2 separate regions of the Drosophila melanogaster genome follow, and region 1 is linked to region 2. The links are chromatin contacts, called in public Hi-C maps. All regions are on one chromosome and are shown on one strand. The core of a region is the stretch at or near the end of the contact, and the rest is flanking DNA. Distances in the headings are between cores, read along the strand shown. Region 1 holds the start of CG13078. Region 2 holds the start of cyst (cysts).

What was found. Hi-C and Micro-C count contacts between places; a contact is called where the count stands out from the background.
Region 1: a contact with region 2 is called in a Hi-C map of the OSC cell line, with 2.0 times the contacts expected there. A contact is called at or near these places in 17 of 107 Hi-C or Micro-C datasets (the Clone 8 cell line, the D17-c3 cell line, the OSC cell line and 6 more).

Annotation. Positions count from the first base shown.
Region 1 is chr2L:19,562,557-19,568,670 of dm6, forward strand. It overlaps CG13078, which reads left to right and starts at 1,374. Exons shown (of 2, transcript NM_136145.3): 1 at 1,374-1,452; 2 at 1,772-2,602. The coding sequence starts at 1,782. The coding sequence ends at 2,450. CG13077 reads left to right here and starts at 3,307. Exons shown (of 3, transcript NM_136146.3): 1 at 3,307-3,885; 2 at 3,952-4,144; 3 at 4,430-4,803. The coding sequence starts at 3,580. The coding sequence ends at 4,740. It overlaps spi (spitz), which reads right to left. Exons shown (of 3, transcript NM_134291.5): 3 at 5,344-6,114. The coding sequence ends at 5,737. It also overlaps the pseudogene Tep5Psi.
Region 2 is chr2L:19,505,555-19,511,046 of dm6, forward strand. cyst (cysts) reads right to left here and starts at 3,210. Exons shown (of 2, transcript NM_165305.5): 1 at 1,936-3,210; 2 at 1-807. The coding sequence starts at 2,632. It overlaps Hasp (Hig-anchoring scaffold protein), which reads right to left. Exons shown (of 17, transcript NM_136134.7): 14 at 5,414-5,492; 15 at 5,233-5,351; 16 at 5,017-5,176; 17 at 3,399-4,583. The coding sequence ends at 3,605.

The sequences.
Region 1 (6,114 bases), core at 124-2,623, 55 kb after region 2:
GCTCTCATCCAGATATGTTATGGTTACGAAGTCAAGGAGAAGGTGAAGGAGTAAAATCCAAGCTTCGGTATTCAGACTACGCTCAAGTCCGGCAGTTTGTCATCGAAAATGGAGGCAGTCGTGTGCGTGGAGTTCGTGGAGAGGAGCACAAATGCCTCGAATATGGCCGTTTTGGAGGTGTCCTTGATCTCTGGATACAGCTCGGATAAATCGAGCTTCAAGAGAATTCGGGATGTCGAAGGAGTTGGGGTGAGTTTGCAACTCTTTGAATGATAATATAACCCCGTCAAATTATCCATTTTTCACGCAGTCCGTGGATACCAAGAATGAAGACTCCGTGGTCATTGTCCACTTCGAAAGTCTGGCCAAGAATGAAAGCAAATGCATTCCCGTCGAGGCGTACATAACACATGAAGTGACCAATTTTAAGCCTTCCAGTTTAGTTATCTATGATAATTATGGCCGGAAGGCAACCGAATATTATCAATATTAAAATTGGAGCTCGACGACTTTAAAGGCACTTAAAGTTCCAGTCTTGAGTCCACAGCCTCGTAAATCAAGCCGTGTCATATTAATCAGGGCACCACGCTTCCAATAGCCCGCATTTTTATGGTACTACTCAAAGTCAAATCCAATATACCTTAATCACCTTCAATGTCAGATCGCCGATATGAAACCGCTGAGTCAGCAAAAAGTATTTGTAAACATTGCGCTAGCTAATTTGATCAAAATGAGTATGGTTTATCACAACCACAGTGCTTAAGGCGCGTGGATGGTTCAGAATCTATCTGTTTCGGTCTTAGTGACTTATTGACTGGCTAAGGTTCAACTTGCCTGCTCAGACATTTGGCCCAAAGACATCAACAATGTTTCTATATTTTCAAGTAGGTGGTAACTTTTATCTGGTACGTGCGATTTTGCATTCCGATAAGGCGCTGCTGACTTGCGATCCGACAGGAGGACTACATGAGTATTATGTATATTATCAATAAGTGGATCGCGAGTGGGCGAGCACTCGAGTGACGAGAGTCTAATTAATATTAATAACCCCTCTAAATTTAGACCCCGGCTCATGACGTTTTCGTGGAATGTTCAACGTGAGTGCGATCGCATATTCGAGCGCCCGTGAATGGTAATCCTGTTTTACTTCGGTGCCGAAAGCCCCGGCATCGATGCGTGAATGAATGGATGTCGATAAGGTCGATTAGATCTCCTCGCCGACGATACTGCGAACGTGTACATGCAGCCCCGACCACTCAATAATATTGTATAATCCTTTAAGTCAACTGCATTAGAATGGGGCACCCAAAATGTTTCGCTGATAACTCGATAGCAAACAAATTGTATGTCAGTCTAGTGAAAGTCACAAAGCCATTGTGAAGGCAATAAAAACCTCAGTTGCGCATAGTGGCTTGTAATAGCTAATGCACGGCGGATCGATAGTCGAAAAAGGTAGTTCACATAAGGAAGAATCCTTAAAAATCCTTTGAATTTTGAAACAAAAGGCTCTATTCATTTATTTATTGGAAAACGATTAATAAGAATCCTTAAAAAGGATATTTAAGCGATTCCTGGCAACTACAATAGGAATTTAAAGGTTGCATCTTTTCCTAGAATTTATATGAAACTAGGTTAAAAACATACAACTTTTGTGAAATTAAACTACAATAACAGTGTTTGTGAAATTAAAATTAAAATTTCCAATTTCTTGAAATTTCAATTACCAATTTCTTGAAATTGCAATTACAATTTCTGTGAAACAATTCTAAAGCAACGCCACAATGAGCGATGACAAAACAAAACCAACCTCAGTGCTCCAGCATATAGAATCGGCGCTATATGTGATCAACCAGCTGTGCATAGGATTCGTCACCATTTGGATCAGCTGGACCTGCTTGCGCCAGGACCTCTCGGGCATTCGCCTGCATGCCTGGCTGGTTACCTTCGGTTTTGTGTTCCTGATGGCCGAGGGAATGATGTGCTTCTACGACGGCAGTTGGCTAACTGTGCGTTACTCCCGGAATTACAAGACTGCCTTTCACGTGGTCCTTCAGATCCTTGGGGGAGGCATGGGCGTGGCCGGCTGTTTGATTCAACTAATACGTGACGATTGGTCAATCAGCGTCACGTTACATGCCCGCCTGGGTTTCGCCGCCTTCGTCCTGTGTCTGATCTCATTGCTGAGTGGACTGGTCGCCTTCCTGGCGAGATGCCTGAGCAGGACCATCTCACCCTTGGTCAACAAGACCTTCCATGTGGTCCTCAGCTTCACCGCCTTCGTGATCGCCATGATGGCGCAGTTTTACGGATACACACAGACTGGAATTTTCAGGGGACAAGGACAGGATTTCGTTGTCCTCATGCAGGTCGTCACTATGGTCCTAATGGTCCTAACCAGCATTGGCGCCATTAAGTCGCTCTACCAGAAGATTGGTAGCCTGGCCAGTTAGGAACGCCTGTCGATTATCCCTAATCCTGTATATCTATAGTGCACTTAAGCTAAGCTAGACTATTTGCTATTTATATATTAAACTAATGTTATCATAAGGATAAATCAAATGACTAAGAAAAAAATAAAAAATGACTACGACTTATTTACATTAAAATATATCGTTTTTTTGGGTTTTTCTCTAAGTTCCAAAAAAAGAATGTGTTTCACAATTTAACTAAAACAAACGACCGTGTTACTGTCAAAAAATAAAATATGTCAAGCAAGAATTGCTTTTATCAGTTAAATAAATATTAAATATTTGGTTTTCTTCTTGCAAAGAGAAGGGGGGCTTACGTAGCACCTTAAAGTATAAAAACGTAATTGCAAAAGATAACTACGCATACGCTCACTTGCAAAAGATAAATGTTATGGCACCCAAATAAGCAATTTAGGTATGCAACGTATTTTGAGGGGTTGGCAATCCGTCCAATTCTAAAGCTTTCTTTATGGGTTTTTTTATGGAATAAAAAAGAAACTCTCAATAAAAAGCAACGTACTTTTAGGAACCAACGCAGTACCAAATATTGCACATTGACTTAGATATATATAGATATTTTAGAGCTAAACGGCCATCACTGTTGCATTAAATTTTAGTTTAGTGTTGATAAGTGCAAATTGAAACGAATACCTATCGCAGCAAGACTTTGCGCGGCATCGCAAATTTGAAAATGGCATACGAGCGAAGGTCTAGTTGCGGTTTTGGCTGCACTTTGATAGCTTCCCGGAGCGTAAACCGATATGAATAGGAATGGCGAGTTAAATAATCTTGTGGTCAAGTCCAGTCAACTTGTAAATGACGCTGCAAGAATGGCTTCGCCAGTTGCTCATAAACATTCGACCAAATGGTTTGATTAACCAAGTTCATTGAGCGTATCGTATCGGTCGAATTCTAAAACTTTAATTGCTGTCGTAGCTTGAGCACACGACTGGTTTTGCCAATAATAAAAAATTTGCCGCAATTTGTCTGTGAAAAGTGGCAGGCATTATTATCAGTCGACAAATGTATGAATGTTAACACGAAAATAACATTATTCCAGCGCGCACTGATAAAGGCCGGCAAGCGAAAAACTGAAAACTGAAACTACACAATGTCCGAGAGTAAGCAGCCAGTGCTTAGTAGAACTCAGACATCCGCCGACTACGGCAGCACGCTCCGGACGGATACGCCACGCCGACCCACATTTATTCCGATCGAATCCCCGCGTCGCTATTCGAAAATGGCCCACGGTTCCCTGTCCGGCCACGAGGCCGAGAATCGCCTCCAGAGACTGGAGTACTTCCTTAACGTTCTCAACCAGATGTGCATTGGATTTATCACCATCTATATTTCCTATCTCACGCTGCGAACGGGGCTCTCGGGCACGGGTCTGCATGCCTGGCTAGTGACCATCGGGGTAAATAGTTGGGGGATCACCATCACCGTCTAAGCGGGCACTGAAGATCTTCATTCCACACCACAGTTCTCCTTCTTCATGGCCGAGGGCGTCATGATCCACTACGGCGGCAATGTGCTGACAAATGGATACAAGCGCCAGACGAAGACCACCATTCACTGGGTGCTCCTGACTTTGGGAGGCGGTTGCGGGGCAGCTGGTGCTCTTATCAAGATGATTCAAAAGGGGTTTTTGCTGCAATCGACACATGGGAGGCTGGGTGAGTAGAGTACAGACACGCACAATGCCTATTAAATAGCAGCAGATGTCTAATACATTAGAATAAAACAGTGGAATAGAATAGTTCCAAGGATCCATTTCTTGGTGCTTCCCAGTCTAAGCTAGTACTTAATTTGTTATTTGTTGAACAAACGCCCCCATTTTCCATATTTACTTTAGTTTTATCGCTTTCTTACTATCTTTTTAGTAGTACATTTAATGATCACCTAACAGGCAACAAAAATCCTAAAAGGCACTCACTAATAGATTCCCTTCTCGCCAACAGGGATGACCGCCTTCGTACTGTGCATTCTGGCCATGTCCTCGGGACTGGCTGCACTTTTCTCCAGCCGCATCAAGAAGCTAATCACACCATTGCTGAACAAGACGTTCCACAACTTCCTGGGATTCGCGTGCTTTGTGATCGCACTGGTGACCCAGTACTATGGCTACCAGACGGGCTACTTTAAGAGCCGAAGTGAGACGGATTTCCAAATCCTGATGAAGTGCCTCACCCTCATATCGTTGGTCCTGTCGAGCTACGGACCGATGAAGGCACTCTATCAGAAATGCAAAAATATATCGCAACAGTTTTAGATAGGATGAAAAGAATCACTCGAATGTATGTAGATAAATAAATGTAATTTTTTCTAAAACCCCATTTTATCGACCTATCCAACTATACCAACAACGATTCAAAATTTTATACCTGTTTATTGGTACAACGTGTGATCCATAAACATGACTAAGTATTTTTACAATGCCTCATTAGGGAAAACCCGGTTAACCAGCGGTCAGACTTTCATCGTCCGGTACTCCCCCCTGTAAAAGTTATATAACCACCCTTTTGATTGATTTGATTTGATAAGGTCTGAAAAAGTAATGAATTGACTATTAGATACACTGCAATTTGCATTTAAGTTTAACCGCTCACTCAAAAAGCCAGCATTTGAATTAATCAATCAAAATTATGATCATTTATAATTTAAGTTATACTATTATTCATTTTCCTATAACAGCATTGGGTAGCATGCATCATTTTAAAATCCAAAACATGACCGGGTTTTTTATCTGATCGGTTTGTGACACTTGGAGGCCGCATAATTGATAGTAACTGTCCCAAATAAGTCCAAACTTTTGAAGCCCCGTAAAAAGAAGATCTTGACTTCCGGCACCTTAAATTAAAAAACCGTGTATTTTGCATGGTGCAGTTTCGTATGTTTATTTAGAAAATCCATATCATTTCTTCTTAAATCTCTCGCAATAAATAATACTTGGCGCGTGTGTCGCGTTGTGTGTGTGATACGTATATCAGTTAGCAGTAATAATAAATAGCTAGCGTTAGGTATTAAAATTCATAGTCAATTGGGTAATACAAGGCTGTCTGGCTTTAAAACCCCCTTTCTGGGTAACTTTTGGTAAGAGAAAGTCAAGATCTCTATATAGAATCGGGTGAACAGATCTTTAGCATGCGGTAGGTAAATAGGAGTTATCAGCTATCGACTAAAGCCCAGTTAAGAATTGTGTGTTGGGCAAGGCATATTCGAAATTCGACTTTCTATATCTTTTCATAGTTTCCATAGTTCGCTCCGCTCACAGCTTGTTGCTGCGTCGAATGGCGAAGGACATTAGCGCGTGCTCCAGCCGCATGTGGTAGGGTAGCTTGCGCTCCAGAATGACTGGCTCCTGGCCATCTGGACAGCACCGGTTGCGGCAGCACTCGCACTGGCCGTCGTCATCGTCGTATTCCTGCTGCAGTTCCTGCTCCAGTTCGTAGGCCTTCTTGGCAGCCCGCTGCTCGAAGCGCAAATAGAAGGCCAGGCAGACAAACAGCATAAATACCAGGGCACACATGGCTCCACTGGCAATGCTCGCCTTCTCCAACATCGGACGCGGCCTCTTGGGCAGGTAAGTATTGTCGATCTCCTTGTATTCGCATCGCTGTCCCATAAAGCCAATCGCGCACTCGCA
Region 2 (5,492 bases), core at 1,960-4,459:
ACTGGCGCAGGAAGCAGGTGTGCAGATCGGTGAGCTGTTGCAGGCGCGGAAACATGCTGTTTAGGTTGAGTGATGGAAAGTGCCGCTCCAGACTCTCAACGAACACCTTCTGCATGACGATCAGTGTCTGGCAGTGGTGTTTCTCGGTCATAATGAACTCATAGATATGTTCCTGCCGCTTGATCTGCAGATCCTTCAGCGTCTTGAGTAACTCCCTAGGCACATTGGGTGTCCAGGAGTCGTGCTCCTTGAGAACGATGCCTAGAACGGGATCGGCTCCCAAGTCTTGTGCTTCGATCGGCGCTTCGTTGAGAAACTGCAAATCGGAACGTATCAGAGGCTGATCCTCTGGGTTGCTAAAAGTGCTCGCATCCGGCCCGTCGTAGTAATCCTGGCCGCCGCCCATTTTCTTCACCTTGCACTCAAGGTGATGTTCCTTGATCTGCGCCAGTGTGATTGCAGCACCGCAGACGTCGCACGCACTAAGCTGGCCTCCCACCAACGACTTCGTTTTCGCCTTGGGCTTCTTTTTGCGGAAGAATATAGAACCGCGCTTGGGTCGCTTCTCTACGGTGTCGTAGACCTCGATTTTTGCGTGCGCCCGCAAGAGGCTTTGATTCTCATCCTCGCTGTCCGTGAGGTGGCGCGCGATCGCCTTGATATCCTCCTTGGCTATAATTGAGCTCGTCGATATGCTTTTCTGCAGCGGTATTCTGCTGATGATCTCCGTTGCCAGGCTTCGCTTGGCAGCAATCCTCTCGAAGTCACGGGCCAGCTCCGCCTCGTTTAGCGAATGGGTCGAAATACCTGCGAGTAGTCAAAGTTAGAGAGTCGGTCCGTTAGCAATAACTAATCGCAAGGGGTTTCTGATAGCTTTGGTCGGAGCTACCAATACCAAAACACTATATGGGCTTACAGATAAGGGGGTTTTGTGGAATTCCACATCGAAACGAAGCTAACTTGGTAGTAGCCCCTACTCTTTGGTTGAGTGGCATATTATTTTGAGCAATCAATTGGCAAAATTTATTGACTTTATTAACGATATCTTATCATACATATTTTCCCATTTTTTTTCCGCGAGTCCCACGGTCACACCTCTACAATATTCTACATTCTACAATAATTTAAGATTAGGGCTTGTAGTTTCTAGTGAATCTGCTTGGAACAGAGAAGTTATTCTGTCGAAAGGTCATAACTTTTCACTTGGAGCCATTTAAGTTTAGTACGTTACCACGGCACCATATTTGAAAGCTATTGAAATCGGATTGTAAAGCTAAATGGGAAGAATTTTCATTATACTGGAGGCATAATTTACCATACGATGCGTACATAAGTACAAGCGAATGTTTCATTGCTCACTAGGAGAATACGAGATAGAAAATTTTCAAAGAGTACCCGGATGCGTCCTTTAAGTTCAGATAACTTAAAATCCTTTTTAGAAGATCAACAGATAAACCTAATAAATCAAGTTTGCTTACTAGAAGAGAATTATTTATAAAGACAAATGCTTTACTAAAGTCAGTGTAGATGACACCTGTTTGAATATTATTTCTGAAGCCCTGTATTACGAAGGAAGTTAGCTCCAAAAGGTTATTGGTTGTTTATCTGCGTTTCTGCTGACATGGTGATATAATTGACCTACAAAGGCGCTGCAAATGAGTAGTGATAACATTTTCAAAAACCTTTGGAATAGCCGACAATTTAGAGATTCCTCTGTAAAATCCATTTCCGACTTAATTTTGAATGCATTTTTGTTTAGTATTATTTTAAACTTTCAACACCTAAACACTTTTGTCTAAATAATTAAATAATATTGGCAAATTTACCTAATCAACAGGGCCAGCCATGTTGCAGGTATACAAATATCTGAACTACTATTGCATTGCACACTTATGGCTTTGCCAACCCACCCCCGAAACCTTAGTGCATATCTACCTCCAGTGCTGTTCCTGGCCGACCTTCGTCGCTGCTCGGTGACGCGAATGGTTTCCTGCTCCTCGCTGTCCAGGCTGGATAGGCTGACGCTCTTGTTGGTGCAGTCGCCAGCGCCGCTGCCATCGTCCACGGCTGTCCAGGATTTCCGGCGGTCTGTGTGAAGAAACTGGCACTGCTGCGGTGCCGTGGAAGACCACATGGCGTAGTTGGAGCCACCGGACGCGGGACCCGTGCCCGTCCCCGTAAGATCGGGCAGCGAAGTACTCAGTATAGCTGCGCTGAGCAGTCCATGATTGGCCAAGCTGCCGTCCTGCATGTGCTGGCTAGGCGAGGAGGAGTTCTTCATCTGGACGACCGTTTCGCGGATGTTCTGCAGCTGGCTCAGCGTGTCCTCGAATATGTTGTTGTACTTGGAGGCCAGGGCGGGACTGTGTGGCGTCACATTTATGGTGGGTATCATGTTGTTGTTATTGATGGTGTTGCTGGCAGGATTAGATGCTGGTGGCGGAGCAATGGGGGCGCGCGCTGGACCAGGAACGGGTGCGTTTATTACGGGTATGCAATAGTTCTGGCTTTCGATGGAGGCGCCTCGGTTGGTAGAGCCACCATTAACCAGCGCTTCCGAGGACTCGCTGCAGTTGGAGTTCAGAAAATCGGTGACCACATCATTGTCGCTGTCCTCGCCCGCGTTGTCCATAATAGGGTCTACTGAATTCTCTGCGTTTTGGGCCAATTTCCTTTGTTTAGCGACTGTGTTCTATTTTACAGCTGGCTGCCTAGAAAAAGAAAGTTTCAGTATACAACGCACACACACTCAACCGCGACGGGCACCATACATGCATATATGTGTGTACATACGTACATATACACTTGTGTATGCACTTGCTTTTTGCTATTTATTGATTTTCCCGCCACCCCCGAAAACACCTTGTTGCGCGACGTAAATTGTTGCGCCTTTTTCGAAGGACGTCACTTGTCCTTGCACCAACAACAACCACAATAACAGCAGCCACACAACAGCAGTGGAAGCAACAACAGCAACAACAACGGCAGCTCAGCAGCATCAACAGCAGTGCGTGGGCGAGGGGAATGCGTGAGTTTTAAACGATAAATTCGAACGGGTGCTTCGCGTGCGGGAAAGGGAATACTGGCCGTTGCACTTAACCGAAAACTAAACGGAATCTTAAGCTAGTGAGATTTCTGCCAGCGTTTTAAAATTTAAATGCGATTCGAGCTGGGGTTGGAACTTATATCGATGCTTACCCGATACTATCGCCAGCAGTCGGGCAGTGTGACCATGACGGCGGCACACTTTACATTTAACAGCGCTGTCGCTAACATAACCAGTGCTGAAAAGAAGCGCCCAACCATTCCGATTCCGATTAACAACACTACATTTGAATTCAAATTTAATCCTAACTATGTAACGGAAATCAAAATATAATTAAAACAGAAGAACTTTTGTCTTTATTCGACGAACATTTATTGAAAGTAAAATGATGGCCGTGCGATACAGTACAGGGCTACAGTTACGCTACAGTTACAATTGAATCGCAAGAATGGCGTTACTAGTTGGTAAACGCGTGACTGTGCGCCTGGAATGTGCATTAGTTAGTAGGTAGTAATATGTATTAGTATCACTCTGAAGCAACCGGCAATCCGAATCGCTCTAGCCCATGGTGGTGGCCAGGTGCTTGTTGGTGGCCACGGATCCGGATCCTCCGCCGCCGCCTCCTCCTCCTCCTCCTCCTCCGCCGACAGGACCCTCGTTTGTCACGCACGTGGGAATGGCACTGGACCACTTGCCGTTCTTAAGGCACTTGAGCACCTTGGAGCCGCGCAGATCCAGTCCGGCATCGCAAGTGAACGTGATGCTCTCGCCGATGGCGTAGTAGAACTTGACGGAGGACATCCTGCCGCTGATGACGGTGCCCGGATACGAGCAGGCCTGCACGCACTTGGGCAGCCCGCCAGACCACCTGGCATTATCCTGGCAGGCAATGATCGGCTGGCCCTGCATCATGTACTCGGGATTGCAATTGAACTGGACCACGTCGCCGGCACGATAAGGTGCTGAGCCCTGGGCGTAACCATTTTGCGGCGCCCCCGGATTGTCGCACTGCACCTCGACGCAGGTGGGCAGCGGCGCTGACCACTCGCCCGTCGGATTGCAGATCGCCTCCGCCGGACCACGCAGCCCGTAACCGGAGGCGCACGAGAAGGCCGCCCGGCCGCCCACCTCGCGCGACAGCACGGACACACGGGGCGAGCTCGCGTTGCTGCCCATTCCCAGCGGGATGTCGCCGCACTCGACGCTCTCGCAGACCGGCAACGGTGCGCTCCAATTGCCACTCGGTAGGCAGAACAGCTCCGAGGCGCCAATCAAGGAGTTCCCGTTAGCGCAGGACAGCAGCGCCCGCGTGCTCAGCTTAGTATCGTTGGTGTTCACGATCAGGCCGCGTCGCATCGGTATCTCCGGGCAGTTGATGGCCCGCACCACCACCTCCACGGTGTGCTCATGCCGAGCTGGGGTCATGCACGAATAGAACCCGGAGTCGTCGCTGGCCGCATCCACAATGCTCAGCCGGTATTCCAGTGTAGAGTCGCGGCCCTCATCCGCTTCGGTTACCCAGCCCTCTGTGTAGTTCCTGCAAGACGCAGAGATTCATTAGTGGAGTTTACCACATGGAGGACGGTTTCCCAAAGGTATCTCCCATTAACCAGGTTCAAATATGTTTAGATTGTTTTGAGTACCTATAAAATAAAAGGTGTAGATAAGAGAAGGGCTATTCCAAGAGATTCCCAGAACCAGACCCTGCTGATCATTGCCTTTTATAGTATAAATAACCCTTAAAGAAATAAAAATAAATGTTTATAAGAAATCCCTAAAGTCAAACGATCTAATGATCAATTCAAATACCTAATTGCTGCTTTTAAAAATTTAACCTATAGTCCAATAACGAGATACACCATACACATTAATTTGAAGTTCAGACGCAAATAATTTATGAACATACCCCTTGCTGAAATTAATTAGCAACTTTAAAGTTATTTTAGCGTGCCTAACCACCCGATACCCACTTGTGCGTGTGACTGACGTTCCACTTGGGATTCCCGAAGCGACGCATCCACAGGCACTCCATGTGCAGAGTGGTTCCCGGATAGACAATCAGCTTGCCATCGTTGCTCTGGGCGATGGGTCCGTTCTGGTGGCGGAAGAGGATGGTCGGTGCCTTCTCCACTGGATTTGAGCTCAAGTCAGATTAACTATCCCGCACTCGGATATTGGATACCTACTCGCATAGTCGTTCTCCTGGTTTAGGCCGGAACATACGGGCTTGGTGTTGGTCCATTCCGAGTGGATGCAGGTCCTCTCGTGGCTGCCCATGAACGAGAACTTTCCGATGTCCATACATCTGAGAGTAAGTATAAGTAAGTATCACAATTGAACAAAGTCTGTTTATGCTCAATGCCTCACCTCGATATGATGGTGGCTCCTGGGGGAAAGTCCACCACGTCTTCTCGGATCTCCAGGTCGTTGTAGAAACTAACCACAT